Regions from separate parts of the Mus musculus genome. Here regions 2 and 3 are each linked to region 1. A link is a contact called in public Micro-C and promoter capture Hi-C data. All regions are on one chromosome and are shown on one strand. Each heading gives the region's core, a stretch centred on a gene start, on an enhancer-like site or on the middle of the called end of the contact. The rest is flanking DNA. Distances are from core to core; before and after follow the strand shown.

Region 1 (3,201 bases), core at 231-2,730:
GAAAGCCATCTTTCTCTTCTCTCTCTCTCTCTCTCTCTCTCTCTCTCTCTCTGTGTGTGTGTGTGTGTGTGTGTGTGTGCATGTCCTAGTGTACCAAGGTGTAGGTGTGTAGGTCAGAGGGCAACTTTGAGGAGTCAGTTCTATCCTTCTACCATGTGGAGTTTGAGGATGAAACTCTGGCCATTAGGCTTGCTGGCAAGTGCCTTGACCGTCTAAAACCATTTTACTGGAGTCTCTTCTTCATACTGCTTCTTCTTTTCCAAAACCAACCTTTAGGGCAGTGTTTATTAGAATAAAATTCACTCATTTTATGTGTCTAGTCGTACAAGGTTTGTCAAATGTAAATACGCCGGTACAGAATCTTCCCATCATTCTCAAAGGTTCCCCTTGATGCCAAATTTTGCTCGCTACTGGCCACAGGTACCTGTTCGATCTACTTTCTGTCACCACAGAATACCTGGATTATTTCTACAGACCCTGCAGAGGGCATCTTGTTGCACGCTCTTGTTTGGCTTAAACTTTGTGTGATCATGGATATGTTCTGGAGTCTCTGTCCCTTCTCATCATGGAATAGTTTGGGGAACTTAGAAACTTAACTAAACTTTGTTTTTTTAGTCACCTATTGTTTGACGTTTACAAGTTTCAGTTGCCTTTACCATTGCTGGACAAGTTTCCTTTGGGTATGGTTTCCTTTCTCTTGAGCAAACATCTAGGAGCAGAAGTTTTGGATTGTGTGATACACAAATCTTTAACTTTATTAGTGGTTATTTTCTGAAGTATACTTGCCACTTTATACCCCACCCTCCACCTTTGTGATGGACGGAGATTCTAGATGCTCTACAACCTCTAAAACACTCGACAGTATGAACCTTGTGAGTGAAGATGACATCCCTATACCTATGATTCTATATGACTCCCACCCTGTCCCAGGCCCTGGGCCCCACTCCTTTCATCTTTCTAAGGAATAAAAGCTTTGCTGCCCCCCTCCCCGAGCTTTTTATTTCCTAAACACTGTTTGTGGGCCATCTAGGTTATAGGCTTCAAACTTTCTGGCAGGACAAGTTTTCTCTGGAGTTCTTGAGCTAAACCTCTCAAGTGCTTCTCTATACAAAATAAGAACCCTTTCTTTGAAAAGGCCGGAAAGCACCAGAGAGAAAGAAAGCCTAGGGCTCTCTCCCCGTTCTGCCTCAATGTTCTTCTTTACATACTGGTTAGGATCTGATTAACCACTAACCATATCTTTCCCAGAAAGCCCCCCAAACGCCAGCCTTGGCTAGGGGCACCGGGCATGCTCAGAGGGTGTGCGGCGCAGGCGTCGGCTGCAGTGGGGCCCGGGAGCCGGGAGGTGCCGCTGCGTCCCCGCTTCCCGTTGCTGACCCAGCGCGCAAAGTTGGGCAGGGAGCTGGGGGAGGAGGACCGCGAGCGAGGGTGGCGGAGCAGGGGCGGGAGGAGCGGAGGGAGGAGGGGACCGGAGCGTGTCACTCGCGCGCTCCCTCTGTGCACAGAGGATGTGCTGAATGGTGCGCTTCCAGGCGGCGGCCGAGCAGGATCCAGCGGCGGGCGACTCGCACTGCCCGGCTCTGCTCCTCCGCGTCTCCCGAGGCTCTACAGTCACCGCGGGCTCCAGATCCTGCGTCCCGCCCGGGGCATGGCAGGCTGCTGTACCCTCGCGTGTCGTCCCGCTTACTAAGCGGCGCGGGCCAGAGGTGCGGAGGCCAAGAGGCCGGAGGCCGGCGGGCAGCGAAGCCCAGAGCCTGGTGAATCGAGAGCCAAGCCCGCTCGCGCCCGGAGCTCCGCGTCCCGTCTCCACTGCGCTCGCCCGGGCCGCCCGGAGCCCCGATGAGCCCAGATGGCTGGGGCTCAGCCCGGAGTGCACGCCTTGCAACTCAAGCCCGTGTGCGTGTCCGACAGCCTCAAGAAGGGCACCAAATTCGTCAAGTGGGATGATGTAAGTGAGGGGCGGCGCAGTGGGGTGCGGACCGGGCACCCTAGGGCGGGCTGCGTGGGGGTGGGGCGAGGGGCGCGTTATGCAATGGGGCGCTGGAGCGGGAGCGGGCAGCCTAGGGCGCACAGGTTGCCAGATGCCTGGGTGGGTGGTAGAGGGTGGCAGCTTTCCGCGCGCTCTCCTCCTCCTAGGGGGTTTAGAGTTGACATCTTTGCTGGGTCTGGCCAGCACCTCCTGAGGGACTTAAGTCTTTGGGGCCAGTGGAACCGAAGGGACATGTTTTACCCAGTGACAGGTCCTGAGAGTTTGAAAAGAGCATGAAGTTAGAAGCAGCTGGATAGCGCTGGAGAGTACTAGATGCATCCCCCACCACCTCAGCTAGCTAAGGCATCCTATTACCTCCTTTGCCCTCTTTCAAGAAGTACTAGCTACTATCCAGGTCCCAAACCTTGCAGTTACTGCTAACCCTTGAGCATTTTTTTAAAATGCTGGCCAAGCAGCAGAGGACACAGCAGTACAGCCGACAGGTGGTCGTTGATGCCAAACTTTAGCGCCTGACTGCAGAGTGAGGGGCCTTAGAAAGGGCTGTTGGTGCACACCAGAAACGGATTGGTGAGCAAACTAGTAGCTGTTGGGGCCGAGGAGCGCAGGATGGACTTAGAGACAGGGCCAGGTTTTGAAAAACAAGCTTGCTTAGGTCTTCACTTTGAAATAGACCCACAACTTCACCCTCCGGTTTACTTGCACCCGTTGCTGTATAGGAGAGATCCTGGCCGGCTCCAGGACTTCCTATGACCTCTCCCTTCCCTCCACCCTAGTTACCTTCAGAACACTTGAAGGCTTCTGACAGAAACCTCCAATGGAATGCACATTACCCTATCGATGTGGCTTCCTGGGTGTCATCCAATGGGTTTGATAAGAACCACTCACCCGAATAAACCTGAGCTGTCAGGATCTAAAGAGATTCCAGTCCTAATGATTAACACATCTCCTATCAGGAGCAACTGTAGGAGAATGAACCCGTCTTCTAACTGAAATGATTTCCCACCTCCGTAAATTACAGCCTGTTATCCTTCCGGGTATTTTACTTTAATCTTCTTAAGCCAATTTCCAGTGTCTGAAAACAATTTAAATATTCCAGGTAGTGAATCCAATTACTTAGATGAGTGCATCCGTGTCTATATTTTGTCCAGTTGGAAGCGCAAACTGAACTTGCAGTATGAGCAGAGCCACAGCCTCCTTGAAATCTCTTGCCA
Region 2 (3,201 bases), core at 452-2,951, 1.9 Mb before region 1:
CCACCTCTAGAAGAGCGCAACCCTAATCTCCAACCTCCCCAAAGGCACATGTGTAGCCCTCACACGGTTCTCACCTCTTTCTAGGCTCGTGCCGCTCAGATCCAAGAGCTCCAGTGCCGCCAGGGGCCCACCGTCCACCCCCGCGAATGCCTCCTGGGCGATGTGGCCCAGCTCGCTGCAGGAGAGGTTGAGAAGCCGCAGCGCTGGGAAGCATGCAAAGGTCCGTGGCAGCAGCGCTCGCAGTGGGTTCCCGGCCAGCGCCAGCGAGCGCAGGCTGCTCCCCGAGGGCCCCGCGCAGGGCGGCAGCTCGGTCAGCAGGTTGTGACTGAGGTCGAGCTCACGCAGCTCGGCCAGCGTGTCACGGCCCCAGTGTAGCACGGAGATGCGGTTGTGGTGCAGCGTGAGTACGCGCAGCTCGGGCAGGCGGCCGAGCACAGGCTCGCTAAGGGCGCGCAGCAGGTTGTGGCTGCCATCGAGGCTGCGCAGCGTGCGCGGCAGGCAGCTAGGCAGGCTCTCCAGGCTGCGGTTCGCCAAGTTCAGAGTGGTGACTCCCGCGGCGGGGAGTCCTACACAGAGAGAGTCGGTAGGGTGGCGGTCGAGGCTGTCCCAGTCTCCCTGCTGAGTGAGTCGGAAGAGGGGGATCCGGTCCTGGGAGATCCTTTCCAGGCTCTGGCTCTGCGCCATCAGCAGTTGTAGCAGGAGCTGCAGCAGCTGCAGCATCAGCGTCCACCGCATGTCAAGTCTCTAGGGAAAGACTACAGAGGGCCCATGGTTTCAGAGGAAGCCCCGAACGAAAGGCACACAAAGTTCCTGTAGTGTGTGTGTGTGTCCGGGGAGGAAGTAACCCCCACCCTCATCCCCACCCTCACCCTCGTCCCCACCCCCACCTCGTTTCTGTCAGTGAGCAGGTGGAGACGAGCGTTTTCCTCATCTCTGGTGCAAGATCCATCACACACCTGCTTGTCCTTGCTTTTCCAGCAGGAGTCTTCCCTGTCTTTTCCATGCCTGGCCTGACTCTTCCAAGACCCCCGCCCTCATGCTTCCGTGTGCTCCTTCTCTGAGTTTTCGAGAGAAGGTTGTTTTCTCTTCCTCTGTAACACCCCCCCCCCCACTTCCCCCACCCCAGGTTAAGCAGCTTCGTTCTAACCGTGAACACATCCAGACTAAACCTCTGCTGAGATTAAAAGTATGGACTCAAGGAAGATTTAGTTGTACCTAGAAACCATCATCTGGCTAACTTTTCATAATACAAGGGTCCTGCCACTTCTGGTGTCTCTTTCTTAAGAGAAGCTCAGGGTTGCCTTCAGAAGAAGATAGGAGCCCTAGACACCCGCAAGATTTGGGATCCTGGTCCCAGATAGGTTCTAACAGAAGCCAGCACTGGGTGTCAGCCCTTTGCAGGAGGGATTGATTGCCCAGCCCTGTTAGCTGTGCAGGGCAGGAAGTCACTGTCTGATAGCCCACATTACTGCAGATTCCCACCCTGGCTCCCTGCTGAACACTGATATGAACAGTGAGCCACCATTAAGGCTCCTAGGGCAAGGCTCCCCTCTTAGTAGGGAGTTAAAGTGATGAGAACGTTGCTGGGAATTGGAGCCAGGTGCTAATGTATCCTGTAGTATGCCATACTTACCAGGCAGCTGTCCCAGTGGGATGTGGCGCGCCCTTTTAGGTCCTCAGTCTTTGGAATACTGTAGGAACCAGTGACCTCCCGGGTCAGCTCTGAATGTCAGAGGGAAGAAGCCAGGTTCCCGGCTGCCCCTCCTCCAGCTCCATCCAGGAGGAGCTTGAGACACTCCTGCCCCGAAGCCCCTCCTTCCCCACCAAGAATTCTGTTGTTTTCTATCCCCCTTCCTCCCTCTCGCCTCAGGCCTCTCTTTCCATAGACCTGGCATTCCCAGCTCCAGCCCCACCCCCACTCCTCCCCGTCCTCTTTCTTTGCTAAACTTCTCCCAAGCTTGAGAAAAGAAGCCAGCAGGAAGAGCAGTACTCAGTAAAGCAGCACGCTCACCTCACAGGAATCTTAGTCTCCCTTCTAGGTGATTCCAGCCATCCCAGGCCCACCAGGACGACTGGGAGCATGCTGGGCTATTGTCCTCAGTTCTTTGTATATAGACCCTGGGACCAGAGCCTCCAGTTTTTCCCCCTGTCAGCGCTTATCTTTGGGCATCTCTGAGAAGTCCCAGGAACCTTTCAAACTGGTCTGATGAGATTACTAGTCCCTGGTGGTTTCATTTGATGTCCTCTTTATGCAGTGTCTCAAAGATAAGTGTTTCGGTCTAGGCTGGCTGAGACCTGGTTAGAAGCATTCCTCGGCCTGAGCCAGGTTAAGGGGAGTCTGCTCAGTGCTCTCTGTAGGGAAGCGGCCAGGAGGTCTGGGTCCTGGCCCTGGTGGTAGAAACCCGACACCACTGGTTGATCAGGGAGGGAGGGATGGGTGAGAGGGAGGTGTAGAAGACCAGGAAAAGATGGAAAAGGGAAGGGGATGGAGACTGGCTCCTGTGGCCCAGCCATGAAATCCTCAATGCTTTGGACAGAGTTGCATACCCAAGAATCAAAGCCTCAGACTTCTCTCAATATTAAATATGCTCTGTTCATCCTGGTCAAGCCATTGCCTCCACTGAAGTCAGCATGGGTAGCTGATTTCAGTTGGAGACACCAGATAAGAAGGACCAGAACCCATTAAAATATAAGTACCCTGTTTAGATAGACCACAAGGAGGAAAAGACGTTGTCTTAGTCAGGGTCACTGCTAGATCCCAGGTTCATAAGCATTCTCTCATCGAATCTTCTCAAGGTACTGCCCACAATCCCATGATAAGGAAACCAAAGTCCCGAGTTGACTGGGCTCTGGAGCAGATGATGGGTGAGCCATCTGGGTATTCTGAACCAAAAGGTGTTCTGTTGCTCTCAGTGGACCCAGTGTATTTCCTCGTAAGATAACCGTTCTTAGCTACTCAGATAAATCCATATCACTTAAGACACTAAAATATTTAGAAAGTCTCCTTTTGTCTATGAGCTGACTTCTTGGGCATAGTAGGATGAGGAAGTGCCACTGTATGGCACTTGGGAGCTTTTCAGGGACACCGAAGAACTCTGTTGCAGTCCTTTCTCTTGTAGCACTGCAGGAGCATAGGAAAAGGTGACATACGTGTTTTACCATAGGAGGATGTTGCATGTAATGATTAAAAATCAATCCGGG
Region 3 (3,201 bases), core at 485-2,984, 1.2 Mb before region 1:
GAAGCCAGCAGGCACCACCAAGGTGGAGTAACTGTCCAGAGGCATCCATTTTACCTCAGAGACTTGATTACTAAGGATATCCTAAACGGCCAAACTCTCTCTTCTGGTGTTCCAGAGGCCCAAAGCTGCAAGGCATTGTTGATGTCATCACCAAAGGTTTCATTTTCATCTTTTCTTGGGGTTGGTCCAACAGCTGTCAGCTTTCTCTTCCTCATTAAAGGCAACTTTCTCATTTAAATCTCATATAGGTTCGGAGTTTCTTGCTTTGCTCCTTCCGCCTCCGCGATGACAGAAGCAATGGTTAACTTCTCAATTAAACTTGATAGGGAAGGAAATGGCTTCAGAGGCGATCAGCCCTTTTGACTTACACACTTACACGTCTGAGTGGAGTGTTTTATTGCCGCCTTGTTTGGTGTCTCATGATTCAGAGTGACAACTTCTGCAACACGTTTTAAAAAGGAATACAGTAGCTGATCGCAAATTGCTGGATCTATCCCTTCCTCTCCTTTAATTTCCCTTGTAGACAGCCTTCCTTCAAAAATACCTTATTTGACCTCTACAGCTCTAGAAACAGCCAGGGCCTAATTTCCCTCTGTGGGTTGCTAATCCGATTTAGGTGAACGAACCTAGAGTTATTTTAGCTCCCCGACTGAAAAGCTAGCACACGTGGGTAAAAAAATCATTAAAGCCCCTGCTTCTGGTCTTTCTCGGTCTTTGCTTTGCAAACTGGAAAGATCTGGTTCACAACGTAACGTTATTCACTCTGGTCTTCTACAGGAATGCTCAGCCCATAGTTTTGGGGGTCCTGTGGGTAGCCAGTGGTGGTACTATGAAGGCTCCTGAATGTAGGGAGAAATGGAAAGATTTCAAAAAAGAATCCTGGCTCAGCAGCTTTGGGGACATTTCCAGCTGAGGAAGAAAACTGGCTTGGCCACAGCCAGAGCCTTACTGCTGGAGACCCAGTGGAGAGAGAGGACCAGGCAGAAAATTCAAAGGTCTCAAACCGGAATTGTCTTGTTACCTGACTCTGGAGTAGGTGGGTGTGGAAGGGAAGATAAATATCACAAGTATCGAAGTGATCGCTTCTATAAAGAGAATTTCTATTAACTCTCATTGTCCCCTCACATGGACACACACACACACACACACACACACACACACACATCACTAGAAGGGATGTCCACTTTACAAGTGTGTATCTATGTTCAGAAACCTGTACCCGTATTTTTATAATTTACATAAATAAATACATATAAAATATATGCATCTTTTTATTAGATTCATTTATTTGAATATAAATGTATGAATATTTATAAAATGTAATAATGCACTCAGATGTGTATCGGCTATTTCTCGACATTTTCTTCTCACCATTCAAAACAGAAGCGTTTGCTCACATTTTTGCCAAAATGTCTAATAACTTGTAAGTTCTGTTCTTCTTTTTAATGTGCTCTTACCTAAAAACTTCAAACTCAAGTTGAATATTGGCCCAATGAGGGAACTCAGAGGCCAGTGGACTCTGGATTTGCCCTAGTCTCCCGCAGCTGTGGGCGCGGATCCAGGTCCCGGGGGTCGGCTTCACACTCATCCGGGACGCGACCCCTTAGCGGCCGCGCGCTCGCCCCGCCCCGCTCCACCGCGGCCGCCCCGTAGGGCGCGCCGTCCACACCCCTGCGCGCCGCTCCCGCCCGCCCGGGGATCCCCGGCGCGCTGCGCCTCCGAGGGGGAGGTGTTCGGCCACGGCCGGGAGGGAGCCGGCAGGCGGCGTCTCCTTTAAAAGCCGCGAGCGCCGCGCCACGGCGCCTCCGTCGTCGCCGCCGGAGTCCTCGCCCTGCCGCGCAGAGCCCTGCTCGCACTGCGCCCGCCGCCGCTGCGCTTCCCACAGCCCGCCCGGGATTGGCAGCCCCGGACGTAGCCTCCCCAGGCGACACCAGGCACCGGACGCCCTCCCGGCGAAAGACGCGAGGGTCACCCGCGGCTTCGAGGGACTGGCACGACACGGGTTGGAACTCCAGACTGTGCGCGCCTGGCGCTGTGGCCTCGGCTGTCCGGGAGAAGCTAGAGTCGCGGACCGACGCTAAGAACCGGGAGTCCGGAGCACAGTCTTACCCTCAATGCGGGGCCACTCTGACCCAGGAGTGAGCGCCCAAGGCGAGCGGGCGGAAGAGTGAGTGGACCCCAGGCTGCCACAAAAGACACTTGGCCCGAGGGCTCGGAGCGCGAGGTCACCCGGTTTGGCAACCCGAGACGCGCGGCTGGACTGTCTCGAGAATGAGCCCCAGGACGCCGGGGCGCCGCAGCCGTGCGGGCTCTGCTGGCGAGCGCTGATGGGGGTGCGCCAGAGTCAGGCTGAGGGATGCAGAGTGGCGGCCCGCCCGCCACCCAGATCTTCGCTGCGCCCTTGCCCGGACACGGCATCGCCCACGATGGCTGCCCCGAGCCATGGGTCGCGGCCCAGCTAACGCAGAACGTCCGTCCCTCGCCCGGCGAGTCCCGGAGCCAGCCCCGCGCCCCGCCAGCGCTGGTCCCTGAGGCCGACGACAGCAGCAGCCTTGCCTCAGCCTTCCCTTCCCGTCCCGGCCCCGCACTCCTCCCCCTGCTCGAGGCTGTGTGTCAGCACTTGGCTGGAGACTTCTTGAACTTGCCGGGAGAGTGACTTGGGCTCCCCACTTCGCGCCGGTGTCCTCGCCCGGCGGATCCAGTCTTGCCGCCTCCAGCCCGATCACCTCTCTTCCTCAGCCCGCTGGGCCCACCCCAAGACACAGTTCCCTACAGGGAGAACACCCGGAGAAGGAGGAGGAGGCGAAGAAAAGCAACAGAAGCCCAGTTGCTGCTCCAGGTCCCTCGGACAGAGCTTTTTCCATGTGGAGACTCTCTCAATGGACGTGCCCCCTAGTGCTTCTTAGACGGACTGCGGTCTCCTAAAGGTAGAGGACACGGGCCGGGGACCCGGGGTTGGCTGGCGGGTGACACCGCTTCCCGCCCAACGGCGCAGGGCGCCTGGGAGGACTGGTGGAGTGGAGTGGACGTAAACATACCCTCACCCGGTGCACGTGCAGCGGATCCCTAGAGGGGTTAGGCATTCCAAACCCCAGATCCCTCTGCCTTGCCCACTGGCCTGCGACCTTCCTCCAGCCGGTTCCTCCTCCCCAAGTTTTCGATACATTATAAGGGCTGTTTTGGGCTTTCAAAAAAAAAAAT

The links. Promoter capture Hi-C pulls out the DNA fragments that hold promoters and counts their contacts. Hi-C and Micro-C count contacts between places; a contact is called where the count stands out from the background.
Region 2: a contact with region 1 is called in a promoter capture Hi-C map of embryonic stem cells, with 3 times the contacts expected there. The contact joins the promoter of Lrrn4 here to the promoter of Plcb1 in region 1. A contact is called at or near these places in 2 of 39 promoter capture datasets (embryonic stem cells and hippocampal neurons).
Region 3: a Micro-C map of embryonic stem cells shows a contact between it and region 1, with 4 times the contacts expected there. The contact joins the promoter of Bmp2 here to the promoter of Plcb1 in region 1. A contact is called at or near these places in 5 of 39 promoter capture datasets (the C10 cell line, cranial neural crest, hippocampal neurons and 2 more), 2 of 484 Hi-C or Micro-C datasets (embryonic stem cells and palatal mesenchyme) and 3 of 115 datasets of contacts at active chromatin or transcription factors (astrocytes, embryonic forebrain and stem cell-derived neural progenitor cells).

What each region holds. Positions count from the first base shown.
Region 1 is chr2:134,784,684-134,787,884 of GRCm38.p6, forward strand. It overlaps Plcb1 (phospholipase C, beta 1), which reads left to right and starts at 1,481. Exons shown (of 32, transcript NM_001145830.1): 1 at 1,481-1,948. The coding sequence starts at 1,850.
Region 2 is chr2:132,879,161-132,882,361 of GRCm38.p6, forward strand. It overlaps Lrrn4 (leucine rich repeat neuronal 4), which reads right to left and starts at 1,702. Exons shown (of 5, transcript NM_177303.4): 1 at 1,634-1,702; 2 at 75-755. The coding sequence starts at 735.
Region 3 is chr2:133,550,425-133,553,625 of GRCm38.p6, forward strand. It overlaps Bmp2 (bone morphogenetic protein 2), which reads left to right and starts at 1,735. Exons shown (of 3, transcript NM_007553.3): 1 at 1,735-2,927. RefSeq lists promoters at 1-2,700, 1,697-1,895, 2,385-2,700 and a cis regulatory region at 713-723.